7 separate regions of the Mus musculus genome follow, and regions 1, 2, 4, 5, 6 and 7 are each linked to region 3. The links are chromatin contacts, called in public HiChIP or PLAC-seq maps. All regions are on one chromosome and are shown on one strand. Each heading gives the region's core, a stretch centred on a gene start, on an enhancer-like site or on the middle of the called end of the contact. The rest is flanking DNA. Distances are from core to core; before and after follow the strand shown.

Evidence for each region. HiChIP or PLAC-seq counts read pairs in DNA pulled down with a chosen protein or histone mark.
Region 1: a contact with region 3 is called in an HNF4G HiChIP or PLAC-seq map of pancreatic cancer cells. The contact joins two enhancer-like sites. A contact is called at or near these places in 2 of 115 datasets of contacts at active chromatin or transcription factors (extraembryonic endoderm stem cells and pancreatic cancer cells) and 1 of 9 other capture datasets (embryonic stem cells).
Region 2: a contact with region 3 is called in a FOXA1 HiChIP or PLAC-seq map of pancreatic cancer cells. The contact joins two enhancer-like sites. A contact is called at or near these places in 2 of 15 datasets of contacts at CTCF or cohesin (large pre-B cells and pro-B cells), 19 of 484 Hi-C or Micro-C datasets (B cells, the HL-1 cell line, the MC3T3-E1 cell line and 10 more), 4 of 115 datasets of contacts at active chromatin or transcription factors (embryonic stem cells, extraembryonic endoderm stem cells, large pre-B cells and 1 more) and 1 of 9 other capture datasets (embryonic stem cells).
Region 4: a contact with region 3 is called in a FOXA1 HiChIP or PLAC-seq map of pancreatic cancer cells. The contact joins two enhancer-like sites. A contact is called at or near these places in 4 of 115 datasets of contacts at active chromatin or transcription factors (embryonic stem cells, extraembryonic endoderm stem cells, pancreatic cancer cells and 1 more).
Region 5: a contact with region 3 is called in a FOXA1 HiChIP or PLAC-seq map of pancreatic cancer cells. The contact joins two enhancer-like sites. A contact is called at or near these places in 1 of 15 datasets of contacts at CTCF or cohesin (the NIH/3T3 cell line) and 4 of 115 datasets of contacts at active chromatin or transcription factors (extraembryonic endoderm stem cells, large pre-B cells, pancreatic cancer cells and 1 more).
Region 6: an HNF4G HiChIP or PLAC-seq map of pancreatic cancer cells shows a contact between it and region 3. The contact joins two enhancer-like sites. A contact is called at or near these places in 1 of 15 datasets of contacts at CTCF or cohesin (pro-B cells), 2 of 115 datasets of contacts at active chromatin or transcription factors (extraembryonic endoderm stem cells and pancreatic cancer cells) and 1 of 9 other capture datasets (embryonic stem cells).
Region 7: an H3K27ac HiChIP or PLAC-seq map of extraembryonic endoderm stem cells shows a contact between it and region 3. The contact joins two enhancer-like sites. A contact is called at or near these places in 2 of 15 datasets of contacts at CTCF or cohesin (large pre-B cells and pro-B cells), 6 of 484 Hi-C or Micro-C datasets (B cells, the C10 cell line, the N1E-115 cell line and 2 more) and 4 of 115 datasets of contacts at active chromatin or transcription factors (embryonic stem cells, extraembryonic endoderm stem cells, large pre-B cells and 1 more).

Annotation. Positions count from the first base shown.
Region 1 is chr6:37,368,176-37,372,236 of GRCm38.p6, forward strand. The region is part of intron 2 of Creb3l2 (cAMP responsive element binding protein 3-like 2); the gene reads right to left. Among named protein-coding and RNA genes, the nearest start is that of Gm33275, 48 kb to the right of the region's middle. Within about 2 kb of position 2,641, at least 38 of the 459 cell types and tissues checked have an H3K27ac peak or open chromatin away from gene starts, as enhancers often do. A contact at or near this core is called in pancreatic cancer cells, where this site is marked.
Region 2 is chr6:37,462,576-37,466,201 of GRCm38.p6, forward strand. No RefSeq gene overlaps it. Among named protein-coding and RNA genes, the nearest start is that of Gm33318, 22 kb to the left of the region's middle. Within about 2 kb of position 1,511, at least 160 of the 459 cell types and tissues checked have an H3K27ac peak or open chromatin away from gene starts, as enhancers often do. A contact at or near this core is called in embryonic fibroblasts and pancreatic cancer cells, where this site is marked.
Region 3 is chr6:38,142,312-38,146,132 of GRCm38.p6, forward strand. It overlaps D630045J12Rik (RIKEN cDNA D630045J12 gene), which reads right to left. Exons shown (of 20, transcript NM_194061.3): 16 at 281-598. Gm52858 (a long non-coding RNA gene) reads left to right here. Exons shown (of 3, transcript XR_003956278.1): 2 at 1-964; 3 at 3,110-3,821. Among named protein-coding and RNA genes, the nearest start is that of Gm52858, 4.2 kb to the left of the region's middle. Within about 2 kb of position 1,975, at least 101 of the 459 cell types and tissues checked have an H3K27ac peak or open chromatin away from gene starts, as enhancers often do. A contact at or near this core is called in the NIH/3T3 cell line, embryonic fibroblasts, embryonic stem cells and 3 more, where this site is marked.
Region 4 is chr6:37,397,221-37,400,968 of GRCm38.p6, forward strand. The region is part of intron 1 of Creb3l2 (cAMP responsive element binding protein 3-like 2); the gene reads right to left. Among named protein-coding and RNA genes, the nearest start is that of Gm33275, 19 kb to the right of the region's middle. Within about 2 kb of position 1,876, at least 85 of the 459 cell types and tissues checked have an H3K27ac peak or open chromatin away from gene starts, as enhancers often do. A contact at or near this core is called in extraembryonic endoderm stem cells, pancreatic cancer cells and trophoblast stem cells, where this site is marked.
Region 5 is chr6:37,616,391-37,620,363 of GRCm38.p6, forward strand. No RefSeq gene overlaps it. Among named protein-coding and RNA genes, the nearest start is that of Gm33429, 87 kb to the left of the region's middle. Within about 2 kb of position 1,356, at least 204 of the 459 cell types and tissues checked have an H3K27ac peak or open chromatin away from gene starts, as enhancers often do. A contact at or near this core is called in the NIH/3T3 cell line, pancreatic cancer cells and trophoblast stem cells, where this site is marked.
Region 6 is chr6:37,492,746-37,496,688 of GRCm38.p6, forward strand. No RefSeq gene overlaps it. Among named protein-coding and RNA genes, the nearest start is that of Akr1d1, 35 kb to the right of the region's middle. Within about 2 kb of position 1,681, at least 9 of the 459 cell types and tissues checked have an H3K27ac peak or open chromatin away from gene starts, as enhancers often do. A contact at or near this core is called in pancreatic cancer cells, where this site is marked.
Region 7 is chr6:37,590,275-37,594,344 of GRCm38.p6, forward strand. No RefSeq gene overlaps it. Among named protein-coding and RNA genes, the nearest start is that of Gm33429, 61 kb to the left of the region's middle. Within about 2 kb of position 2,292, at least 120 of the 459 cell types and tissues checked have an H3K27ac peak or open chromatin away from gene starts, as enhancers often do. A contact at or near this core is called in embryonic stem cells, extraembryonic endoderm stem cells and trophoblast stem cells, where this site is marked.

The DNA.
Region 1 (4,061 bases), core at 1,391-3,890, 770 kb before region 3:
AAGTATCCTCAGCTATTTGTGTACTTAGCTAAACAGAGACAGGAGAACTAAGTGCTTGAGATACTATAATTTCTAACTTTTATAAATTCTGCAATTTGGACTTTAAATGAAAAAGTGTTCTTCTGGATTGTATCTATGTCCCTTTTAAGTTTTATTCCAAATGAAAGACGCCCTTGCCTAATTTTAATCGTGTGCGTGCTGGGAGATAACGCACCCCCTGTAGCATCAGAATGTATTTGCACAGCTCCCCCTCAAAGGTCAAATTCCAAAGCTGCATCTTCTCAGCAACACCCTTTGGCTATCAGCAAAGATGAGAAGAAGCCACCGTCTCGTGACGACAGGGAGCAAGTCCTGCATACCTGAGCTCAGAATGGAACCACGGTTAACACTGCAGACGCTGAATAGACTGAAATATCAGGTGGCCTTGGAGCACAAAGGCACGGATCTGCTTAAAGCATCCGTAATACAGCCTCGATGATTTCCATACGCACAGCCAGGCAACCACAGTGGGAAAAGATCAAACCTGGACGCAGTCTTGTATTTTATAAACACATGCACACGCATGTGCGGGATCACATGTACACTACACACATACACACAGCACAGGAGTAAGCATTCATTGTTAAGAGAAATCACTTGGTTACAAATATCATCTATGTGACAAAAAGTCCTACCTGTATCCTACCTGTATATAATAGTATGTGATATATTACCCAATATATCATTCAAAGTATCCACATTATCATCCAAATAGCATGTATACATTGAAGAAAGCATCTTAGTTTCTTATGCCTCCTCTAAACCTTCATTTTGTTTGCTCTTTGAACACGTATTAAAGAATTGACAGATCTTACTTTTTCCACATAAAAATCTTCTTGCCTAGAGAGATGGCTTGGTGGTTAAGAACACTATTCTCCCAGAAGACCACAGTTCGGTACCCACATGACAGCCCACAACCATCTGTAACTCCAGTTCCAGGAGGATCCGGGCCTCCACAGGTACCAGATACCCAAGTGGTATGTGCCTGGAGGCACAACACCTAGACTAATAAAAAAGGAACAATAATATCCTTTAACAGTTCCAAGACTGAGTTCTGGAAGGCAGGAGGCTGTGGGACAAGAATTCTGTGGAACATGGTCATAATAGTGAAAATAGGGCCCACTGCGTGGGAGCCGGCGACCTGTCTGCCCATGGTGCCCTGATATGAATAGTAAACTCAGCAGCACCATCAGTGTTTGCTATGGGCTGGGTACTGTTCTAAGTACTTTGGAAATGATAACTTAGTCCTAAGCATAACCACAGAGGTTAATACAACCATTACTCCCATTTGAAAAACAAACAACTACAAGATTAAAAAGACTCACCCAAAAGTGTACAGCTGGGATTCATAGAAAAAGATTCTTCACACCATAGAAATGAGTCCCATATCCCAGGTTCACTGTCACCTGCACACATTGCTTTCCAAGGAAGCAATGGTTCAAAACAGGTCTGGCCTAGATGTATACATTTTAATAAATGTTATTTTTTGAGCCCATATGTACGCATAGAAAAAAGTAAAATTAGATCACTCCTATACTATAGACCGCCAAACAGGTGTTTCTGATATGAAGAAACATTGTTTAAGACCAACCCATAGTCCTTAGTCTTTGGCAGACACCCAGCCTGTACTGGATGGACCTCTGAGACCAACACAATCTCTGTCTCTCTGTGTTCTTTCCATGCCTGGATATATAGAAGCTCTCTCCTTGGCTCCTGTCATCCCTATCACGGGCACTTGGTAAATTATGTACTTAATTATGGAGCAGTCCACAGAAGAACAAGGACAATAATAGCTGATACTTCCTCGGCACTTGTGAAGTGGCAGGCACTGCTCTAAGTGCTCGATAAATGTGAACTCAGAGAATCCCTCCAGCCACGCAGTGGGTAAGTATTATATTTTCATTTTAAAGATCTGGAAGGTCAGACCAAAGACGGATACAGCTCACCCAGGGTCAAGTCATTCATAAATTGGACAGAGCCCAGACTCATAACATGACTTTAGAGAGCCATGATGGACTTGATCCGGGGTCAAGATTGCTTTTTAAACTCACAATTTCTCCTGCAGAGTATGGTATGTAGAGCATGAACCACATACATATCCATGGAACAACACTGATTTGGAAAGACTGATTCGGTACACAGATGTACATGAAACTGTCGCATGCAGTTTGTGTTTCTTCATCAGGGACAGAGAGCTGAATAATCTAAGTGGCTTTGCTCGATAGATGGCTGTCAACTTTGCTGTTTTAGACTATTCTTGATTGCAATGGGGTCCCTATTTGACTGTTTTAAGGGAAGCAATGTTATCATTTTCACCCGTGTTCCCCTGCCTGTCCTACCCCAACACCCAGCCACGGAGAGCCCAGCATGGAAGCAGATGAGGAGAGCGGCACCCTTTTTACCCCCTCTGCGATGACGCACGCTGATGCTCTTGACACCAGCTCACAGGAAATGTGATTACCTTTTTACCTCATCTCGGTGCCTTTTTCTTTTCTGGATTTCACTTCCTGAGAACACGTCAACACCAATATCCCTCTAAAGGCTACAGAGCAGAAACCTAAGTCACCTATGAGTCACCCTTACCCCCCACCACCACACACACACACAACCCTGTGTGAATCCTGCTGCCTATCTCTCTACTCGTTTCAGAAACCACCCTTTCTGTGCCATCTACGTAGCTCAGCTTCCTGGCTCTCCGTGGCCAGCTCTGTCTGTGCCCTCTAAGCCTCAGCGTCCAGCCACGAGTGTCTCCTTTGACTCACCAACCGATGCCTCCCTCATGGCTCCAACCCCGCTTCCCAGCCATCCCATCCCACAGTCCTTTTCCTCCCACAACTTGTCTCATGCACCCCGTGTGACTTCTCAACGGCCACAGCTTACTCCCTGAGGACTTGCCTTCATTTGTAACTGGGAAAGCAGCTTCATAAGTCAGTACTGAGCCCACCCAGTTATCTCCAGCTCCTGTAATCTGAAGAAGCCCCAATGGTCTATAGACCTGGAACAGCAACAGTAAAGACAGACTATTTGTTTAATTTTATACAGACAGATTTTTTTGTTTGTTTGTTTTTTCGAGACAGGGTTTCTCTGTGTAGCCCTGGCTGTCCTAGAACTCACTTTGTAGACCAAGCTGGCCTCGAACTCAGAAATCCGCCTGCCTCTGTCTCCCAAGTGCTGGGATTAAAGGCGTGGGTCACCACGCCCGGCTACAGACAGATTTTTAAATTTATTTTTGTTACTACTTTTAAAATTGTTTGTCTATGTATGTATTAGGGGAGTAGGTATGTAGACATGAATGCAGTACCCATTGAGGCCAGAAGAGGGTGCCTGATCCCACGGAGCTGGAATTTACAAGTGGTTGCGAGACACCTGATACAAATGCTAGGAACCAGACTCTGAACCTCTTCTAGAGCAGTAGGCACCCTTCACCACTGAGCCTTCTCTTCAGAGCCACTCAGTTAGTCTCTTAATCCAGCCTAAATAAATTATCTTGGCACAAATGCATTATACACCACTTCTGTTTAGCTGGCTGATATTTTATAGACTTTCCAACCCTATTTTTACACAACCTCAGAGGATAGAGATATCAAGTTCTCTCTTAATGCTCCAGGCTCGTCACGATCACGTTTCTTCTTTGGAGAAACACTGAAATAAAAGACAAAGTAAACGTCCACCTTGGGGTATGCTTTGGCAGACTCTTCGGCTGTAAGTCACACAACTGAGTGTGGGAATCATGGAGTCAGGTCACAGGAAAGGGCTTCTGGACACACAACGGACAGAAAGTAATTCAAAATCAAACCTGCGCTGTATCAGAGGGGCTTCTGGCAGAGTTCATGCAGGGTTGCACTGAGCAACTTTACTGTGGCTTTGGCTCTGAAGTCACTGCACTTACGGACCGCTACACCATGCGCCACCAGCCATGAAAGCCCAAACCCTCAGGACCACTGTGTGTCACAGGCTGCAGTGTTTACAGTGTCCATACATGTCCTGCTCTACTAGAAATGGAATAGTCTAATTACAGAAAT
Region 2 (3,626 bases), core at 261-2,760, 680 kb before region 3:
ACTTTTTTTTTTTTTTTAACCTTGAACTTGCCAAGTTTTCATGATGAGAATGGGAGGACATCCTCTGATACTTCTGAAAAACAGATTGTCCATTTTAAATGAGAGGTCCTATTGTTAACTCGGTGTGTCCACAAACAACTTCAGAAACTGTCTCCATTGCATGGACTATAGGTCCCATCACGGAGATAAGAAGACCATCTGAATTCTTCTTCTCTAGCATTTCCAGCTCACCTAAGGGGGTCAGGGGTGACACAGATCTGTCCTAGCTCTGAGTCACTGTCCAATGGCCTACAGACCAAAACCTGTTAACTGGGCTGCAGAAACTGCAATAGTAGACTCTACTATTATCGTTGAAAATCCCAACCCCATTCTACTAGTAATTGGCAGGTTCAGTAGGTAGAAAATTGTGAAAGACACAGTTGAACTGAATAACACTGTCAACCAACTGGATGCAACTGGTACCTATAGAGTATGACATCCAACAATAAAGATTTATTTCAAGCTCATCCAAAACAATCAGCATTGTAATTCATACCCTGGACCACACAAACACACTTCAAATATCCTAAATAGGGCTGGAGAGATGCCACCATGAGGCTGCTTTTTCTAGCCTAGTTTTCCAGCACCCACACAGTGGCTCACAACCACTTGTAACTCTAGTTCCAGTTCTAGTTCTGACATTCTCTTCTGGCCTTTGTGGGCATCAGGCATGCATGTGGTATACATACGTAGAAACATTCAGGCAGACACTCATATATAAACACTCACAGATAAAAATAAGTAAAAAAAATTGAAACAGGGTCTCATACTTCATGGCTGTGGCTTGTGTGAAACCTGGAATGTAGATAGGCTAACCTCAGACTCAGAGATCTATTCACCTGTGTCCTTAGTGCTAGGATTAAAGGCCTGCACTTCTGCACTTAAATAAAAATTATACAAAGCTCACAAATGGAAATGGGAATAAACTAGAAAACAATAATGGAAAACTGAGAAACTCCATAAAATACTTGAGATTAAAGGGCATAATTCTAAGTAAATGTGAGTCAATGATGTCACAAGAGAGGTAACTATAACTCACCAACATTTGCTTAATACAAACTGGGCATAGTAATACTTGCCCATAGTCCTTCCTAGTACTGAGCAGGTTGAGCCAGGAGAATCAGTTTAAGGCCAAGGATAGCCAAAGCTATATACCAAGACCTTCTCAAGGAACAAATAAAACAAGAACAAAAAGTATCCCAACAACTGAGGGCTGGTTCCCTTCTAGTTCTGGTGGGCAACCAAAACTGCTGTTGGCAAGACCTTATCCCTGAAGACATCAAATGTTCTGGTGACAGGGCATGGAGAAATTAAGCTAGAACTGGGCTGGAAGTCTCCTCCCTGCTGGAGAGCCCTAACTATGCTAGACAAAGCTGAACCCACTGCAAGAGGAAAGCGTCGTCAATGGTCTTACTCAACTGTAGATGGAGCCTGTGTGCAGCAATGATGACCAGCCACTCAAGATGTGTTCAGTGGAACAGTAGTGGCTTCACAGTTAAAGAGGTATACACTTGCTTTCAGATTGGGTTTGTGTTGGGAGCCGCCCCCACATTCGCCGTCACAAGATGGCGCTGACATCCTGTGTTCTAAGTGGTAAACAAATAATCTGCGCATGAGCCAAGGGTATTTTATGACTACTTGTACTCTACCTTTCCCGTGAACGTCAGCTCGGCCATGGGCTGCAGCCAATCAGGGAGTGATGCGTCCTAGGCGAAATATAACTCTCCTAAAAAAGGGGACGGGGTTTCCGCCATTCTCTCTCGCTGGCATCTCTCTGGCTCTGCGCGCCCTGCGCTCGCTCGCTGCCTAAAGATGTAAACAATAGAGCGCGCGCGCCGGAGCTCTGGCTCCTAAAGATGTAATTGAAGGGGCTTTCGTTTTTGGGGCTGGGCGCTGGGCGCTTGCCCTCCTGGCTCCCAAAGATGTAAGCAATAAAGTTTTGCCGCAGAAGATTTTGGTTTGTTGCGTCTTTCCTGGCCGGGCGTGAGAACGCTATTAAGAGGTTTGGGGTCCACTCTGCATCTGGTACTATAAACCTGGTCAAAAGTCCATGGTTGAGAAGGTCGGAGACCATAGTATAGGCGTCCTTTTCCCTCCCTAAATGGATATGATGTGCTCATCAGATGTCTTCTGCACAATTGTATTTATGTGTATAGATTAGTGCTGCTGTCTGCTTTACTCAGAGAAACTGCCTTCTGCAGTAGGTTCCTTGTAGTCTCAGCACTCAGGAGATGGAGGTAGAAGAATCAAGAGTTGAAGGACAGGCCAGGTGGTAGCAGAACAAGCCTGTGATCCCAGCACTTGGGAGGCAGATGCAGGTGGATCTCTGTGAGTTCAAGGCCAGCCTGGTCTACAAAGCATGCTCTAGAATATCCAGAATAGCAAGGGCTGTTACACAGAGACAACTTGTCTCAAAAACAAACAAACAAAAAACACAAAAAAATTCAAGGACAGTCTCAGCTACATAATAAATTCAAGGTTAATCTAAATGACACCCTGTCTCAAGCAACAATGGCAGCAAAAACAATAAAAAAACCAACTAGCCAACCAAACAACCAAACCAAAAAACCAAACCAAACCAAAACAAAACAAAACAAAAAAACCCTATTTTTAAAAATGGGGGATACAGTAAAAGCAACAGTAAGAAAATATAGCATCAAAATATATGCAAAGAAAATATGAAAGATGACAAAAATCAATCTAAGGTTTCACTTTAAGAAACTAAAAACCAGGGCTGGAGAGATGGCTCTGTTGGTAAAGTGCATGCATGCAAGCATGGTGGCTTGAGTCAGAGCCCAGAACACAAAGAAGGATGGCACAGGGTTGTGAATGCCTCTTATCCCAACAGTGGGCAGGCAGAAGCAAGCAGGTCCTGGGATTCCCAGTCTGTTGATGAACTCCAGGCCAGAGAGAAAGACTCTGCCTCCCATGTACATGGGCACATGTGTGCACACACACACACTGAGAAAGAGACAGAGAGACAGAGAGAAACTGAGTGTATCTCAGTGGTAGAGAACTTACACAGTATGTGAAAAGCCCTGAGTTTGGTTTTCAGAACTGCAAGGAAGAAAAGAAAGGAGGGAGGGGACAGACAGAAGGACTGAGGGAAGAATAGAGGGAGGAAAGAACAGAAGAGAAAGATAAATGGGAGGGAAGGAAAATGGAAAGGAAAGGGAAGGGGAAAGGAGGGAAAGCGGGAGGGAAGGGAGGAGGAGGGGAGGGGGAGGGAGGAAGGAAGGCTATTATGACTAGTCTGTGCCTACATATTTGAAAACCTAGATCAATCCCCACATGCAGAAACATGAGTAGGTCTATCTCTGGTAAAGAAATGGAATCGGTAGTGAACACAGTTTTAAAACAGAAAGTACAGGACCAGATGTTCAACAGATGGCGTCTACCAAACAAAGAAGAAACTGTACCAGCTTTCTGCAGCCTCCTAAACAGAGCCAGAAAGGAAACTTCCTAAGTTATACGAGGAGCTCTGCATTACCATAATGCAAATCAGACAACAAGATTACCAGAAAGGAATTCTACAGACCAGAGTGTGTGTCACATAAATTCTCAACAAAATGTTACCCAGCCCCGCC
Region 3 (3,821 bases), core at 725-3,224:
ACCCGGACAACCTATCTCCCCTTCATGACCCCGGGAGGGAGCTGGGAAGAGATTTCCTTGAACACCAGCTACATCCTCCTCAAATATCAGAGCTACATGAAAGGCTGCTTCTAACACTAAGAATTAACTGTAGTCAAGGATAAAAAGCTGAGATCTACCAAGCATGCTCTAAGTCATGTAAAATGCAGCCAAAGTTTTCACAGGGAGCCTTCAGGTGACAGCGAGGTAACAAGAGTCAAGCTCTTTGCCCAGCAAAAAATTTCAGGAGTCCAGTACTTACGCTGCAAGGGTTGTTGGCCGTCTGAGCTGGACTGTAGAAGGACCCCCACTGCGTGGCTCGCCTCTCTTCCCTGGACGGGGTGCTATTCACAGGTAGGCTGGCAGGCACACCAGTACCCGCTCCCATAGCATTGGTGGGCTGGCTGCTGGGAGCCACGAGGGCAAAGGCGTCATCCAGGAGGGAGTGCATGGTCTGGCGTGCCTCCTCGATGGACGGCTGAGGCGGGATGTACTGAGAGGCTGAGAAGGGCAGGCCGGGATACCTGCCCAGCTCTGTAGAGGAGGGTGTCTGGACATCAGCTGGGAGGTCAGGATCAGACTGTGTGAGAGGCAAGGGGGAGAATGACATGTGTGCTTCCGTGGGGCATGGGGTGGAGTGTGAAGCTAAATTCTGGGGCAGAGTGGAATTTAAAAATGGTCCTACTTTGTGGGAAAGGGTTTGTCATAAGAATTAAAAGTCATCTCTCTTAATAGGCATCATGTTTTATATGAGGCAAAGATGTCAACTGAGAAAAACCCAATGAGAATACTTCACAACTTCTTTTCTGTAAAACTCAACCGTAAAATAGATGTCAGACCCGGGGAAGGACATCTTCACTGAGAAGCCTAAGCAGCCACAAATCAGACTTCCAAGTAAACACACTAAGGAGACCCAGGCAACTTTCTGTGGCTGTGAAAACCAAAGGTAGAACAGACTATGTGTGTGTAGAAAGAATTCAGTACCCATTTAAAAACTGTTCACAATAGTAAAGACTAACAAATAGTCAGAAACCATGTCTCTAAAATAAAGGTATCTGAGTAATTAAGAAAAGTTTAATGTCCTGTCCCCACTATTTAAGAGATAAGAATCAGAGAAACAAGGTGGCATTCCACCCCCCCCCCAATCTTCCCTCTTTTTCATTTAATTTACTGAGACAGAGTCTCTCACTGGCCTGGATCTTCCTATGCAGACCAAGCTGGCGCCTTGAACACACAGTGATCCCCCTGTCTCTGTAGTCAGTGCTGGTATTAAAGGCATACAGTACCATGCCCAGCTAAAGATTTATTTTAAACCCTGTGTGTGTGCGCGCCTAAACGTCAGAGTCCCAATACTCTAGGCCCCTCCCTTCTCATCCTTCCTGGTCACACTTTAAAGAAGGAAAGACAGAGACAGTTTAATTTTTGGAGCAGGACAGACAGGTTCAGGCTGGGAAGGAAGGGTGGTTCCTTTGGGTTCCCACTGGCACAGAAAACCTACCAGAAAACCAACAGAGAGCCACAGGTCAGAACTTCCCACGCCTCTGTCTCCTTGTTGCCTCTTGAGAATTTGAAAGTCAAGCGTCCCTTTCCCACATCCCACCCTTTGGCGATGTGCTTCACGTGGGGACGGAACTCAACAAACGCAAACCCATGGACTTAAGGTTTCCTAAGGAAGCTTGGGTTAGAACTTAAAGTCTACTCTCTTGAATTCAGGTCTGCTGACCCCATTCTGCTTCAGGGCCCATTCATTCAGACGCGGACAGCCACCAGCTCATCCCAGACGGGGTACCAAAACCACAAGCAGTCCTCCTTAAGTGTAGCTTGGTGAGCCAAGTTTAACTTGGATTTCTTTACAGAAGTGAGGCTTAAAGGCGCATGGGCAACCGCCTGACAGCAGGAAAATTTTCATCCTGGCAATGATTAATCCTAAGGGAGGGGCCTTGAGTTTCCTGGGCCTGCTCCTGAGATGCTCAGGAAAAACACAGCTGCTCTGATCTCAAATGGCCATGGTCATGTCATGCCCAGAGGACAGCATTTTACAACAGATTCCTGCTCCTGTCATTCTTCAGACGACATCGTAGGTCATGTCCTGCAGTGGCTATTTTGCAGTCCTTAGTGGGCTCTTAAAAGACTGGCTTGACATCCTGGTTTAGCTGTGTGCCTGCTGCCCTGGTTTAATCATTAAGAGAACTTCCTTTCCCTTCCAGGAGCATCTACTTTGGACACTAAATGACAGTAAGGGCTCAACAACCTTGCAGCTTTTGTTGCTGATGTTGTTTTAAGGAGACAGAGCCTCTCTCTCTCTCTCTCTCTCTCTCTCTCTCTCTCTCTCTCTCTCTCTCCAAACTCCTGAGCTCAAGCCAGCGGCTTGGCTGCCGCCTCCCAAGCGGCTGGGGCTGTGCATAGGCACCGGCAGGCCTGGAGCCAACAAAAACTTTCAGTCAAGAGCCAGACAATAAATATTTTAGGTTCTTCAAGTCATAAAAAGTTGGTCACAACCCAACTCAAAAAGCAGCCAAAGACAGCATGCAAGCAAGGGTGTGGCAGTCTTACAAAAAGGCCCAGTGTTGACCAAAACAGCAGCAGGCTGGATGTAGCCTGAGGGCAGAAGTCTTCCGGGCCTAAACCTGAGAGATGACTGCATAAGCAGACAGGGTTGAGGATTTGGGGAGACAGCCCTCAAGGAGAGGTTATTTTGAGAGGAAAAATGGAAAATTCCAGATAATTTCAAACTATGTAGTACACATATGGTCTTAAAGGTAAAAGAAAATCTAGCTAGTGAAAGGTAAACTCTGAGAAAGGCATTATTTTTAAAACACACATCACAGAATTTTAGGGAGAGTAAAAAGTTAAGGACATCTAGGGAGGATTTTCTGAGCAGGGAATCTTTGGAAAGGCAGCCCTGGAGGCAAAGTAGGAAATCCTCTGAGGAAACCCTTGTACTTTCTGTGAAAGGAGAAAATGGAGAAAACAAAGGGCGATCCAAGCCAGGCCCCACGGCTTCCATCTGCCTTCCCAGTAGGAGATTGCTTGAGCTAGTAATCTGAGGCTAGCCTGGGCAACATAACAAGATTGTATTCCCCCAAATTAGGTTAAACCCAAAAGGAGGGTCCAGGACACCATGAGGAAAGCCTGCGCTGGTCATCAATGAAGACAAAGGAAGAGTCCAAGGAAAACCAACCTCCCTCCCTACAGAGAACTCAGTTGGAGGCTGGAAAACAAGCATCAACTGCTGGCTCCTCCGAGAAGCCAAGCCCAGGCTGCTAGCAAAGGCTGTGTGGGGAAGGAGGGAATGCGGTGTCCATTACTAGGCCTATGAAAGGACCAGGTGACTATACTAAGACTACGAGTACAGTTTCTACACACTGAGCGTACCACCACCAGTGTTTGGAGTGTTAGGACATATGCTTCCAGCAGAACAGGAACACCCATCTGTTGCCAGAAAAGCTGGAGTGACTCTGTGTGTGTGTGTGTGTGTGTGTGTGTGTGTTTCCTCCCTGGTCAGGGGGACCTAAATTCAGAGAAAGGAAGAGAAACTGCTTGCTCCTTTGCTCTACAGGGGCATCTGTAGTTAGCAGCGACTGCTCACAAGAACCCTCGGGAGGGGGTGACAGGGGTCAAGTGAGGCTTCAGAGCTCCCCGAGCTCCCAGGGAGGAGCCTGTTGCTTCCTGATGAGCTTGAAGAATCAGACTTTAGCCAATGTCAGCACAGTGTTTGCCACATTTTTATAAACATTTTGAATGTTTTTCATTATTTATTAACGTGTCATTTAGGGGAAAATAAAGAAACCTCAAATAAACCT
Region 4 (3,748 bases), core at 626-3,125, 750 kb before region 3:
AGAAATTACAGCAATCAGAGCAAACATGGGACATTGCATATGTCTACATAAGTGTGAGATATAACAGGACAAACAACTATAATGGGAGATGTGGTAGGACTGTCACATAACATGGAAAAGAGACCCAATCAAGTCCATAAAAATTCCCTTTCCTCCCCATAGCTGAACAATGAGTCAGCTCACCTCAGGGTCCAGAGACCATCAAGGACCCAGGTTATCTCAAAAGTCAAGGCAACACAAACAAATTTCTCTCCTCCAGATAGCAGCTATCAAAGTTCAGCGAGACAGAGCCACTTAGCATGAGACGGCGACCTGTGGTCTTTGCCATTGTCAGGCTGACCTTATGACGCTCTCTGGTAGCTGGGTTCACCTGCTAACTTCACATAGAGTCTTTTAAAAGAATCTCCTGGGTTGAGAATGAAGCTCAGTAACAGAGAACTTACCTAGCATACCCATGGCCCTGGGCCCAATCCACAGTATGATAAATAGAGTTTTAAAATCAAGTATAAATTCTGTAAAATGTCCTTATTAGGTATAAAGAACCATATAGTATCATGTAATTGCGAAATTATCATAAAATGGGGAATCTTTATATCCCTTGTCGAGTACCTCCAAGACTTGGCTACTGGTCGGGATCCTGTGGTTCAAGCCATTCCTGGTACTGTACTTTTCCCTTGATGTGACAGGTACCACACTAGACCAGTAGCTGTCCATCCCTTTCATATTTGTCTGTCATACCAAGTGAGTGTTCCTGAGCCCCTGACTCACCAGGGGACACAGAAAACCTGGCAACATCTCCCTCAAGATTAGAGGGGAAAAGAATCTAAGGGAATCTTCCTCTGTGTGTACTCTAGAACATTTGTGTTTAAAAGGAAGAAAGTCAATAGTGACATCAGGCTAAGGTGTTTACTGATGCAGAAGCCAGGGTACACGGACGATGTGATAACGGTTCGATTGGGAGTGATCCTCTCCAGGCAGAGCAGCTGGGAGACAAAGGTCGCTGTCTACACGATGATTCATTCATTTTATCTAGGAAGCCACCGAAGAGCTAGCTGTCCACTAAGGCCTAGCCACGGAAGCATGACGAGGAAAATGGCTAAATATATTATTTTAATAAATCTTTACAACAGACATATTAGTTAGTCAGTTTACCAATGAGAAAGTGTGAGCCCAGAAAAGATCTACAATGGGCCCAAAATTGTGCAGCTCAGAGAGGGGCAGAGACAGAAAATGAGCATCTATTTCCCTGAGTGTAAGAACCACATTTTCCCACGAGACCATCCTTCCGTGAAAAGTTAGAGTTCACAGCTAATTAATTCATCCTTCATGTTGAAGGCATGGGTGCAGCATGAACATCATGAGCACGTACAATTTTGAAATAAGTACATAGAGAACCATGTCTGTCTGTGTCGAGTGGGCAACATGAGCTACGATTTTCATGTACATCTATTCTTACCAAATGATAGTGAGCAAAGAAAGGGGCAAGACTCACTATCCAGGACAGTGGGCAAAATACTTGCCAATTATTTTAGGTAGAGGCAGGTATGATTCCAGTCAGCTTATAGCTGCACTGTTTTCTGGGCAGCTAGTCCACAGCACATGAAGCTCCCTCCTAAGTGAAAGGCAAATGACTGCCCTCAACCTTCCTAAGACATATGGGGCTGTTTCTTACCTACCTCGGCCTTTTCAGCTACCTCCTCCTCGGGCTTTCAAGAGTTGGCTCTGTGAATAGAGCTGCATTCATGGCAAGCCACTTACCATACTGTCAACCATGTAGCACCAGTCAGGAGGACAGTGGGACACACTGTACTACCCACAGACTCCGTATTTGTGACTCATTTGCTTGCTAGGGTTTACTTGCCACCCCCCCTCCCAGTGGGAGTCTCTTGCGAGTCTGTGCAAAGCACGGAAAACTGAGGTCACTGCTGCTCAGGCTCCGGGTGCCAGCAGCCTGACTCCATCCTCACACCGGAAACGGTGTCCTCTGCGGGGTCTGTTCAGTGTCGTGTTTACACATCTGTGCACTGTCGATGAGTCAGTCTGCTGTTTGAAGCAGCTCCAGGCACAGTTGTGAGGTGCCTTTGCTCCCCAAAGCAAGGAGATGATGACGTGCCTCACAGAAACCATCCTTAGGCTAGATAAGTGCCATCCAAACAAGGTATGGTGCTCTGGACCGTAGTCCAGTGTAAACAAGCCAGCAGAACTCATTGAATGAGGTGTCCCTAAACAGATGCACACACTATTAAGACTATGTATCAACTGGCTGATAAAAATGCTGGCATGAGAGGCTTATGAGAATCTTCACATTTCTCTCCTCTGCTATTAGATAGTTCAATGACTTTGTGGGACTTGCTATTTTGCAAATAGCAAGAAGCGATTACAGGGAAAATCTACATATCCTTATTGTCATTTCTGTGACTAATACCCTGCTAGGCGTCCCCCCCCCCAAAGGCAATTAAGACCATCTGGGAAACTTGGACATAGTTTGTTGTCTAAGCCCTGCACATCCTCTGCGTCTGGATTTCTATCTCTTCCATGATGCACCTCCTTCCCCATCTCCTGGCTGTTGATTCCAAACCCCTCCCAGGCCCCCAGCAGCCCATATCAAAAGCCAGCTCCAGAAGTCGGTGCCTATGCCTACCCTGGGGTCACAAAACCGTTTTATCATCCACATTTGCTCTTGTCATTATCTGAAATTAACATTTATCTGTTCTGGACTTTATTATCTGACTCCTACTTTGTTGACTGTTTGACAGTGACCCTACCCCACCTATAAGGGAAATTCTGCGAGTAGGAGGTGCTTAGTCAATATTTGCTGACTTTACCAACACTATCCTTTCCTGGCATCTCTTTCTCCTTTGACCCCAGGTCCGGCCACAATCATTTAGTTCCCTGCCCAGGAGTTTAAGAATCCTTGAATCATTTAATAAGAACTTTGAAGGTGTGCCCACTGGTGTCTCTTGACTCCATCATGATTTGTTTCCTGGGAAGTAACAGAATTCAGGGTTAGGGAGTTTGTCCCTCTAAGTCACTGTAACTGCTTTTAAAAGAGGATTAGCTCCTAGTGTTGCTCTGCTGAAAACCTGCGTATCACTGGGCTGATTGATGGCCACTCCATATAACACATTCCCGCATCATGACCAACTTGGGGCACCCACCTTCTCCCGTCACACACACTCAAGCCTGGCTGAGCTCCGAGTAGCTGGCAGATGAATAATGGTGTCTGAAATTTTTCTGTTGGTTTTGCTAATGTTCTTTAAAAAGGGCCAGCAATTTACAACACAGAGTCTCCATGGAGGGAAGTTGTGGAAGAGGAAGGTTTGGGTCATCTATGACCATCCTGGATTGTTGACTACAGGCACATGGAGGTAACCCCATGTATGGGGTTCTGGTTTGACTTCCATGTACCTTAAGGCCAGGATATATACAGTGATCTATTTATAACACCAATCTTAATCAGAATGCACCTGTGATAGAAAGAAAGAATGGAAGAAAGGAAGAAAAGAAGGAAGGGAAAAAAGGAAAAGTCTTTACCCAAGCCTGTCTTCACATGGTGTCTAGGCAACTGTTGATGCAAACTAGCTCAACAAACAGCAGGCAGCCAGACAACCAAGTAAAGGAGAGGTCTTCATGGCTAGTCAAACAAAGAGGACCTTTGCAGAGTGGAAAAACATCATGACTTTCACACCAGCCAGAGATATCACACAGACATGCAACCTCGTCAGGAGGAAAACCAGAGGGCTGCGTG
Region 5 (3,973 bases), core at 106-2,605, 530 kb before region 3:
ACTCCTCTGTGATTTCCAGCAACAACTGGGAGCCAGGGACTCTGGGAACCCCAGATTTAGCCTCTCACATTCTAGGCTGTTTTCCCATGCCCCTAAGTGGTGTATCGGTGCTTCCCTCCAGCCTAGCGCCTGACAGTGGGCATAAGGTAAATGCAGTCTAGTGTCTAGGCATTTCAGCTGCCCAGCGGTGTTCCCATACCCCAGTGGCAGGAAGAAACGTAGAACCTCAAGAAAGTGTTTGGAATAAGACTTCCATTTTGAATAGGGGTTGAGTAAAGTGGGAACTGATGTTCTACTTAGCAGAAAGAGACATGTACATGGGTAACTGACTTCCTGGTTGGCAAGTTAAAACATGAATGTTAAACAAGTCACATTCTAGTTGACAAGTTAGGACATGAATATTAGACAAGGCAAGCCCCCTGCCGTAGCTGGATACCTCAACCAATGAGAAAGGACAATTTGTAGGAAAGGTTTTAGATACGAGATGTCATCAAATAATGAAACCTGAAAAGAAACTTTGCCTGGGGATGTAGTTAGTTTGAGCACACAAGAAAGAGAGAGGGAGAGAGAGAGAGAGACAGACAGAGACAGAGAGAGGAGAGGAGAGGAGAGGAGAGGAGAGGAGAGGAGAAAAAGGAAGAATTCTTTTTCAAGTTTCTGGAGGAGTGTTTGAGTCGTGACAGCTCTGAGCTAGTTGATGGATAGGTTTATTAGTGGTTCATGATTTGACGACATCAATGATGATGACCTTTCAGAGGACTCAGTTGTTCGGAGTGGATCACTGGGACATGTTTGTGGAAGCTGAGTCTCTTCCCTTTCATAAGGTGAGAGGCCTCTTCTGCCAAAATACACACACACACACACACACACACACACACACACACACACACACACCACACCACACCACACTACACCTCTTCTGTTCTTATGCTTCTCTGCCTGTCTCTTGAGCGTCTGAAACCAAGAGTCAAAATAAACCCTCTCTCCACCGAGCTATTTTCTACAGGACTTTGTCACCGAAATGCTAAGTCTGACTAAAACACAGGAACCGAATGTTTGTTTTCTTTGTCGGTGTTTCCCTCTACACATCTGCCTTTGATTAAAGCTCAGCTTTGGACACTGAGATGAAAAAGGAGAAGTGGGGGAGGAGATACTCTGCTAGCTTAACCACTCAGTTCCTTATTTATAGTAGTGGAGCAGGGTAACCAAAGACTAAAGGAAATCATCCAGAAGTACAAGGGAGGGGCGGGGAGAGCAGAGAGACGCCAGTGAGCTGCGCTGCTGGACTGAAAGGTCCTCCCTACCTGTCCTAGGACATAGTGTCTCTTCATCTATCCTCCCCAGCTTTGTGCCACGTATTGATCATACCCATCACGTTCCATCCACTTCATGACAAGCTGTCTCACGCCCACAGTCATACCCAGTGCCTGGTGTGTGCCTGCAAATCTTCTACCACACCACGGAACTGCCCAGGCCTGTTGCCTGCAAACTGGTGTGACCTCCGTCCAATTCCTGGGATTCCTGGAATGTAATTATGTTTACTCAGCTGCCCACTCATGAATAAAGAATGCAGTCTACACCCAGGGAGCACATATGTTATGAATTTTAAAACTAAGAAAAGAAAAAATAAATTGTTAAAGTATATTAATAAGGCAGAGGAAGGAAGGGTTAGTATTAGTTACTTCCATCTATATTGCTCAGTTACTTGTGTTGTAACACCTGGCAAGAAGCAACTTAAGAGGGGGGGAGGCTCCCAGTTCAACAGGACACAGTCCTTCATGGTGGCAGGAGGCAGCTGGTCATGTTGCATCCACAGTCAGGAAGCAGAGGGGGACGAACACTGCTGTTCATCTTCTTTTCTCCCTTTTATTCACCGGGAACCCAGTCCACACTTCAGGTAGCCTTTCTACCTTAATTAACCATGTCTGGAAAACGCCTTGTAGACATGGCCAGACATTTGTTCCCATGGTGATTCTAAATCCTGTCAAGATGACCACCAAGAATGACAATCACATTCTCAATCACAAGGTTTAAACTGGAAGAGAGCTTGGAGATGAGGAACTAGGTCCAGACAGAACTCATTTAGATCAACAGTTCTCAACCTGTGGGTTGAGACCCTTTGCGGAGGTAACATATCAGATCTTTACATTGCAATTCACAACAATAGCAAAATTATGGTTATGAAATAGCAAGGAAAATAATTCTATGGCCAGGGATTACCATAACATGAGGAACTCTTTTAAAGGGTCTCAGCATCGGGAAGGTTGAGAATCACTGATTTAAACACAACATCTCATTATGCCGCCCTTCATGGTCTCAAACTCAGGGTCAAGCCACCCTCCTGCCCTCTGAGCTCTCTGAGCAGCTGGGACTATAGCATGTGGCACCACGCCAGGAAAGTGTTAGGGTTCTACAACTTTCTCTTTTGTCTTTATGATTTTTAAAGAAAGGAAATTAAATTGTTTTTCTACTTTTGTTTGTTTTGTTTTGTTGTCTGAGGTGAGGTCTTGCTGTGTAGCCCTGCCTGGCCTAAAACTCACTATACTATCTAGCCTAGGTTGGCCTTGAGTGGCCTTAGCCTTCAAGGTGTTGGGATTTTAGGTATGCGCCACCACACACAGTTATTTTTCTATTATTTAAATATGAATTGGCCATCTTAATCACGATTAGCCCTTTATATTTAATGACTAGAGTAAATAAGTAAGTGAACGAATAAACATCCGAGACTTGCTCAGTGCCCGAGGTTGCCGTCTGGACACTCCTCCCCAGAGGACACTGTGTACTTCTGCACCGGGATGTTTATTTTGGAGCTCTTTACTTAGTTGTTGGGGCCCTACCCAGGAAAAAGAACTCACATGTCATGAACCATAGTAAGAAGCCAGGTAAGAAACGTACAGGGAAGGGACCAGCGGAAGATTCAAGCTGGTGGAAAATGGAAAACATACAGGGTCAAGTGTTGACCCACAGTAGGAGAAGTGAGAACAGGGATCCAGTCTCTTGCAGTGAGGTAGCCTCCCCTCACACCTCATATGGGCAAAGGATCTGCAAGCAGTCACTTCCTACAGGGGTAAAAGGATTAGTAGCTTGTTCCGTGGAGTCTGAAATATAAAAGCCAAAGGCTTGCCTGCTGGAAACTGATGTAGACTCAGCTGAGCTATACCTAAGACAGTGTGGTGGATGGGGAGGCCAGGGACAGGAACAGATTGGAGTGCACAAGCTGTGTACATATACTTGGTGAGCTTGTCAGCATCCTTTGCCTTGGACCAGTTCTCCCTAGAAACACAGGGGCTCTGAGGCTGCCTCTGAGTGTTGCATGGGGGTCCTGGGTGCACTGTGTGTTTTTACTGTCTTCATGACCTCCCTCACTAGGCAGAAGTATAATCGGTGAATTGTGGTACAGTCATACAATGAAATCCTCATGGGGGCAGGAGGTGGGGGGGGGGGGGAGGTGGAGACATGCACAGTAGCGAAGATGGATCTTTAAGTCACTATCACACCTGAGAAGCAAGAGGAAAAGGTGTTCCAGGTCCATCTATATGAAATCGTACGGTCAGCAAACCTGAAATGTTACTTGGGGAAACAAGAAACTGCTGGACATGGAAAAGAGCATGCAGCCAAAAGAAAGAGGGCAAGCAGCACAAAGGCGAAGCGCTGGTTTCCTCCATGGAACACAAGACGGAGAAAGGAAAATCCCTTGTTGCTTCAGAATAAGGGAGGTTCTGAGGTCCCTTTGTTGACGGAGTGGTCATCATCTGTTTAGTGTCCTGCTCATTCTCTGTAGTGCCCTATTAATGTACCCTTAAACCTGCCACTGCAGGGAGTTATATTGATTGACCCAGGGCCCCAGCTGTAGACTGGGTCACCTGCATGAAGTTGCATCTCCCTCCAATGATGTTCCTACCATGTCTGAGTATGACAGGTGCAGTTAGAAGGACACAGACCTCTTCATCTGCTCGATTTGCCTTAGAGGGTC
Region 6 (3,943 bases), core at 431-2,930, 650 kb before region 3:
TTAGAAGACAAAGTTTCTAAAACAGTATTTTGGTTCTATATGAGAACAGAAAGGGCAGTGGCTGATCTGAATCCCCACCAGGAACCAATAGGCAGCTTGGCTCACACTACTTCTACTGTCAGAGACTTGAAGCTATGGGCCCTAGGAGAGATCAGGCAGGTTGAAAGGCTATATAAATGTTCCTGTTATTGTGAAGTAAACTCATGGGGCATCATTGAACTTCAACCACATGTATGAGTTTCCCCCATAGAATTAACACATCACTGAACCCTTTGATGCTAGTGCAAGTGGCTTGAAGAATTAATTCCACTTTAGGCTCTCATTAATCAGGGGTGGCCAGAATTTGTCTTTTCACCCCAAAAAGAGGGTGATGTTTTGTGTTTCACAGTGGACAGCCAACTAGAGCCAAAATGAGCCTATGCTGGACACAACATGATCAGGCTCAGGACATGACAGTGGCTACACCTCCAACTATAAAAGCTGGTCCTTCCATCAGACACTTTGACTACTCACAGTCTCCAAATGACACAGGATACACATGTTCATAAGTCATGTTATTCATATATTCATGTACGAATGCAAACACATACAGTGTGACTCCCATAAAACATCCTCAGGCCAGGAATTGTCTCCAAGGACAGAGCTCGGATAATTCAGCTAAAGGTTTAAAGTTTTTCACAAATAACCACTGAACTTTACAGCATTCTGGGTCACTACAGAGAGTGCACAGTGGCCGACAGGTATGGGTGCCCAGCAATCACAAGCGATGGGTGTCAGCCATGTTTTAGATCTGCCATCCCATCATGAGGAAGAATGGAAACTTGGTGGTTGAGAGCTTGCAGCTCCAGCACATGGAAAGCATGGACTTCACAAAGAGTCTCAGGTCAAAGCAGAAATAACAAACCCAGACCAACACTGTGTATAAGCCCACTACGGGCACATGAGGACAGAAGGCTTTGAATATGTCTGGAAAACCTGCTCATTCACTGTCACACTTATTCAGGTGAAAGGCTCACTGAGGCTGGGACAAGTAAAAGCAGGTGTTCCCAGGATATCTGCACCTCACAAGCTGGGCTCTGCCTGCAATGTGATGTATTGTGATCAGCAACCCTGTACATGTTTATTCACTATTTATCTATGTAATTGTGCACTGTTCCATTCAAAACCAAGTGTCACTGACATTGTAGGCAAGCACTCAGCTAATAGCCTGCAAATTAACACAAGCTAAAATATTAATGGTGCACAGAGGTGAAGCAGAAACAGTGTGTGGTTACATTTAGATACAGGGGGCAGAAGATGGCACCCTGCAGACTGAGGGGCAACAATACACCAAGCTCACAACAGAGAATCTGAGACAATGAGGCAGGGGATGCGGTTCAGACATTTGAGTTGAGGAAGCCGCCATGTCCACTGTTTCCTCCTCTCAAGGACAAAGTGACTTTTGAAAAGATGGAGGCCTACCAAGAGATAAATATGGGTGATTCTCAGGAAGCTCTCTGAGAAACACTTCCAGCTACTTCTTCAAATCTAAGTGTGTCCAAGGATGCTTGGAACAGTTTTGTAGAGAGTTGATAGATGACTGAGCACTGGATTCCCCTTGTTATTCTCAGAGTTAACTGAGATGAGGCCTCTGTGACCTCACAGGGTAAACCCCTGTCCTAATATCAATAGTTTCTTAGTCTGAGGACAACTCAGAGCCCAGCAAGAGGGCTGTGATTCACAGTGAGCACATGTGTCTGCTAAGGTTTGGACTGTTTTCTGGGAAGAACATGACCTGAATAACTCACTCATGTGCAGCACTTCTTCATTGGGATCCTTATGAGATAGGAAGACTAAATGTAGTGAGAGACATGACGTGTTCTGCCTGAGGACAGCGCATCCTAAGAAGAACTAAAAGCAGCAGTTATCAGAAGTCTCATAGCAATAGTACTGACCACTAAAGAAAACAGATTCAGAAAACTCCTCCCCTTACCAGGGAGAGAGGACTTGGAATGATGCCACACAGGTGTATCTGCCCAGGACTTGAGCCCCCAGCCTAGGACAGGAAGGAGGGAACAGTGCTATTGCCATACTCACATTTGACCATCACTCATAGCTTATCCAGGGAAGGAGGCAAAGCATCCCTGGCACTGGTGTCTGATCTTCCCTGAGGACTTCAGTCCCTGGCAGTAGCAATCTTTGCATGTGTACACAGAAAGCTGCCACAATATGGGACAAACATTAATGTCACTATCACAGGAAACACCATGACAGTACCCTCTCCTCTCATTCTATACTAATATACATTTGTCTTTGTTTTGAATTAAGATGTGCATTATACCCTTCCAAGTTCCTCCACTGACACATGGGTCCTTGAGAGAATGTCCTAGATTGAAGGAAATGGCCTTAAGTCAACTTAGTCAAACATAGATAACTCACCACATAAGTATCTGTGGTCATTGTTTAACTTCCTGAAATTTGTCATGCTTTGTGTTGCTTGCCTTTAAAAGTCACCGATAAAATACACTCATTGCTGGCACAGTGTTGGCCAGTAGCCCTCCCATATCTGTCTCTTGTATCTTCTTTCTGTGTTTTTAATAATCATTCTCACTTCCAAGTTGTGGTTTTCTCAGTGACTGACCAGCAGGCTCCAGTAGAATGGTGTCCAGTGGGAGGCTCAGCTATGGGAGACAAAGTGAAGGATACCATGAAAAAAGAGGAGGAGGAGGAGGAGGAGGAGGAGGAGGAGGAGGAGGAGGAGGAAAGAAAAATGGGAATAACCGTATGCTTTTTGTGCAAAAGCTTAATATGCTTTGCTAAAGAAGGGTAACAACAATTACATAATATTTTAGATTTTGTAGAAAAAGTTTGTTCTTGGTTTCTTGAGGAAACAATAAATTTAGTAACTGTTTTAGTTAGGGTTTTACTGCTGTGAACAGACACCATAATCAAAGCAACTCTTATAAGGACAACATTTAATTGGGGCTGGCTTACAGGTTCAGAGGTTCAGTCCATTATCATCAAGGCACAAGCATGGCAGCATCCAGGCAGTCATGGTGCAGGCAGAGCTGACAGTTCTATATCTTCATATAAAGGCTACTATGAGGAGACTGGCTTCCAGGCAGTTAGGATAAAGGTTTTAAGCCCATGCCTATAGTGACACACCTACTCTACAAGGCCACACCTCCTAATAGTGCCACTCCCTGGGTCAAGCATATATAAACCATCACTATAACTTGGAAGAACATCAGAGAAAGACCTCAAAATTATTATGCTGTGCATGGGCTAGGTAGTGTCTGTAGATAGCGTTAGTCTTTGAACTTTGATTAGAGATAGCTTGAACCCTAGACCTGAGAGAGAGATATGGGTTTCAGGGATGCAACCCCATCTGGGGATTCTATGATGAAGAAAAGAGAAGTGAAGTCCATAAGCTGGGTCATTGTGGACCACCGTGGTGGAGGTGTGCCCAACAGCTGCTGGTCACATCCCCTGACCCCTGTGGGAGGGTGGTCTAGACAGCAGCAGCAGGATGCAGGGAAGGTTGAGGAGCCAGCATGAAGCAGGACTCAACATTCAGAGCAGCCAGTTATGATCCAACTCAGCAGGTTAAGGCCTAAGAAAAATGTTTATGGAAAATGCTTGATATTGATAAATGCAAGTAATGAAAGTTAGAGGATTTAAAGAACCTGGATGGTGATGATTTAGAAATAAAAAATGCTTCAGATGAAAGATGTTTAAAGTGGATAAATGCAAGTTATAAATGTTGGAGGGTCTAAGAAGATGTTTTAAGGTATATAAATGAAAACTATAGAGCTGTAAGAAATTACTTAAGGTTAAAAAGGGGGGGGAATGTTTCATATTCCCTTCACATGCTATTGTCATTTCAAAGTTCAGAATTTTAATATTGATCAATGGAGTTCTGATAAGCTAATGGAACACTGGACATTTACAATTCAGTCACAAG
Region 7 (4,070 bases), core at 1,042-3,541, 550 kb before region 3:
AAACTGCCTGCGGAAAGTGTGTAGGAAAACATCATGGATCTATAGAACAAAGATGGCTCTTCACAGCAATCTTCCAAATAAATAGTATTCAACATATGCAGCAATATTTTTTGGTGTCTGCCATGAGAATAACAAACCAAGTATTTATAAATCATAAACTAGCCTTTTCCTTTCATGCTACTCAAAAGCTCTGAGATTTTGTAAGTTAATTGCAAGCCATTGCCCGTGGTGATTGGCAGTATATCACAAGCCTGGCTGCCAAAAGCACTCTTTGCTATTGAGAAGAAAATGGAAATGAATATTCTCCAAACTGCTCCCTTAAATTCCCTAACAGGCTTTGGGTTTGAGCTGCAACTCAGCACATCTCCTTAATCAGGTTTTTTTCCCCCCTCAATGTCTGTTAGCTCGGCCATATTGTAAGTGAGCATTGCTTTGATTAAGGATTCTACTTGAGATCAAAATTATAAATTAAAACAAAGAATCAAACTATGATTTGGAGGTCCCCTGAAAAACTAAGACTTCACCATGTATGTGCAGTATAATGATTATCATAAGGATGAAACTGAGACCACCCACTTGGAAAAATAGGCTGAAAAGGAAAAAATTACACTATTAGCAGCTGTAAGAAAATGAGTAGATTTCTCGTCTCTCTGCTTTCTGAAGCTTTCACCGTTTTAGTGAGAATGTATTACTGTCAGAAACACGGAAGTATGAAAGTACTTGTCACGTGTTTATCTATGAGGGCAAGTTCATTCTTTCCCACATGTCAGGTTACAGATGTAAGCCCTAGAGCATCTTGTTTCAAGTCATGAGCTTTCTGATCTGAACTGTTTTAATTCATGACGATTGCTAACTAGGTTGTCAAACGCTTACAAAAGGAAAGAGTAGAAAGAAAATCTTTTGCAAAGAAATCTGTAAATAAGAGATTCCTGATGAAACTGTTCTTATCTGGGATCCTTGAGGAATGCTAGCATTACATAAGCATGTGGGAAGAGAGAAATGTCACACATGATATGATGCAAAACTCAATTTCCTATTACTCCATTAAAAAAAAATCTAGTAGGAGGACCATGGTATATTTGTATATAATTCATTGACAAAGCTGATTTAATAATCATGTGTTTTTCACACATGTTAGTATTTTATAAGTCCTACCCCCGACCCCTAGTTCCGGCCCTGATCCACCCTGTCCCAGCCCCAGCACCAGGTCCCACCCCTGTCCCAGCCCCAGGCCCCTTCACCTTGCTTTAATCTTCTGCATAAGCAGAAAAGGAGGAAGGAGAGGAAGGGAAGAAGAAATTGAGTTTGGTAATCCTCGACCAGGATGCCAGCCGTTCTGAGGCGATATTATCAGTCGCATTATCGGTTCTAGAAAAAGCATGCTCAGTAACATGAAAACATGCTCAAATTATATAAGCATGTGCAAATTGTTATGATACTGAGCAAGATCGTGGATAGATATATCCAGTGATTCACAAGCAAAACCTCCGTTGTTTCTCAATTTGGGGAATGATATTCTCCAAAATGTTTATTTGTTTCCAGTCTTTTTTGCTCCATTGTTGCTTTTAATAACATTTTTAGGCCAGCAATTTACTTAAAGAGAAGAAAGAACTGAGTGCACAGAACTGTCCTCTGACCTAAGGACATAAATGTGTCTACTGAAGTATTTTATCATGAGTATAACGACAACCCCAGTACACAAATTCCTTCATTTGCTCGTGGCAGTTTCTTAGAGTTTTTCTCTTCTCTTTCTCCACTCTAACTGGAGGAACACCACTATTTCCATCATCGCTGACCAGAAGGCTCCTCATCTGACTTTAAAAGTCTGAAAGACTGAGTGTTGGAAAAGAATAATCTCAATGTTGCAGGAAGGATCACATGAATAGTGAGGAAGTAACTCCAAGGCGATTTCCTTTTGCAAAGAGAGTGCATCACATCCCGAACAGGGCCAGCACGGGAGCCTGATGGTCATCCCTAGAGAAAGGCGGCAGCGACAGTTGGTTATTTCTCTTCGATTGGGCGGTCAACCTCGCAGACTAGTTCTGATTGGCTAATTTGGAAAGCTGCAGGAAGGAAGCAAAGGAAAGAAGAGAGGGACGGGCTACTGTCCAATCCATCCGTTCCAGGGATTTAGCAGGTCTTGTGCATAAACAAAAGTTTTACCAGGTAGAGTTTGAATCCCTTCACACATACATTTTTACAAGGTAAGAGAGGTTTTGTAGAATACTGGTGCTTGGCAGGCTAGCTGCCTTTGATGGGGGAAGGGAGGATTTCTCAAGAGCAAAGGTCAGGGGAGGCCACTAGGGGAGCCCAAGTCTATCTTTGTTTTAGCTCGGGCACTGTGAATAACAAACGCCCTCTTCTCAAAAGGAGGCAGAATATGGGAAAAGATCCTTCTCAAGTCTGATTTCTCATAATCTCCGAAAGGAAAGCCTTCTACATCCTGCTTGCTAAGCCTCCCATAAGGAAAAATTACTATTCATTTGCCTACGCTCACACATTCACACAGTTTCCTCTGGATTCTAATCTTCTCGTAATGGAGAACAAAGGTCTTCACAGTACTACTAGGCTTTGCCCTCTAGTTCAGGTTTAGAAACCGCTGGGCTCTCTTGCCTCTGGGCGAGCCTGTCTACTGCATTTCACAGAGGAGGAAGAAACGAAAAGCAGAGGAAAGACTGTATAGCCCTAAGCTTTTTTTCTTCACTTCTGTACGATCTGCCTAGGAATCCCCAAAGCAAGTAGAAGATAAATAAGCCCTGGTCTATTCTTCCTTTGTTTGAGATTTAACTCTCAAGGAGATTTCCTTCAAGGATTGGATTTGAGGAGGCCTTTTCACTTTGTATAGATGATTTGAGCAGATCATTTGCATCTATAAAGGGACGGAGGAAACCCTGAATGGTGGCCACTTCTATAGAAGAAACAGTGAAGGAGCTTCGTGAATTTATTCTACCCTGCGCATGGGAAAAGCACAGAGTAGAGTTTTCAGGGCCCAAATATCATCCCTAAATAGCTATAGCTCTCTTTGCAATCGCTTCACGTCACCAGTTTCAAAGCTACAATCCCCGGAAAACAAAAATTCCAGATAGTCTTAGTCATATTCTCTCTCTCTCTCTCTCTCTCTCTCTCTCTCTCTCTCTTCGTGTGTGTGTGTGTGTGTGTGTGTGTGTGTGTGTGTGTGTGATCCAGTATTAAATACAATATTAACCCAGTGTAACCAGCAAGTCAAGAAAAATGATAACTACAAACTGAAAACCTTGGAGCCTCTTCTATCAACAGATTTCTTTCACAAATCAGATACTGCTCAAGCTATATGTTCTCATTTGTTCTCAGTTAAGTGATGCTCCCCTTATTAAAGCCAAGTAGACTTTCCTAAGAGAAATAACAAAATAAAATGCAGAGCAACTGAACAACAACAACAAAAAAAAATGATTACAATTAAGGAGATAATAAAGAGGAAAAGAAGAGCAGACATAAATCACAACAAATGGAACAGAGGCAAGATCCAAGTTATAATACCATACAGGTCTATTTATGATTTATATATCATGGGCTAGGAGGATTTTTTTTTTTCACTGTGGAGGAGGGGCTGTGAACAAAGAGTGCTCATGCACACCCGGGGAACAGTGTCAGATTTCACACACAGAGACAGCAGAGACTCTGCGGACCCGAGTAACACAGCAGCTCTCCACACTGACAGACAGAAGAGCTTCCCTGAGCCCCTTCATCTACCACCCGGCCACAGTACCACCTCTACCCAAAGCCTCGCCTACACCCTTCAAGCACAAAGATCAGACACATTACAAAAAGGAAAGCTCTGGCCACAGGGAAAGCTAGCTGAAGATAAGAGTTCTGTGGATGTCAGAGAGTATTAGCTTTATTTTTATCAGGTAAACAATAGAGATCATCGAGGTGTGTACGTGGGTATCTGATAAGAAGCCAGGTGTAACTCAAAATGCCGGACTGCCTATCCTCTTTCTCCAGCAATGAAGAGCCCTCTAGGGATCACTATTTTTATTTTTTTTTTAAGATTTATTTCTTTTCTTTTCTGTGTATGTGTGTTTTGACTGCAC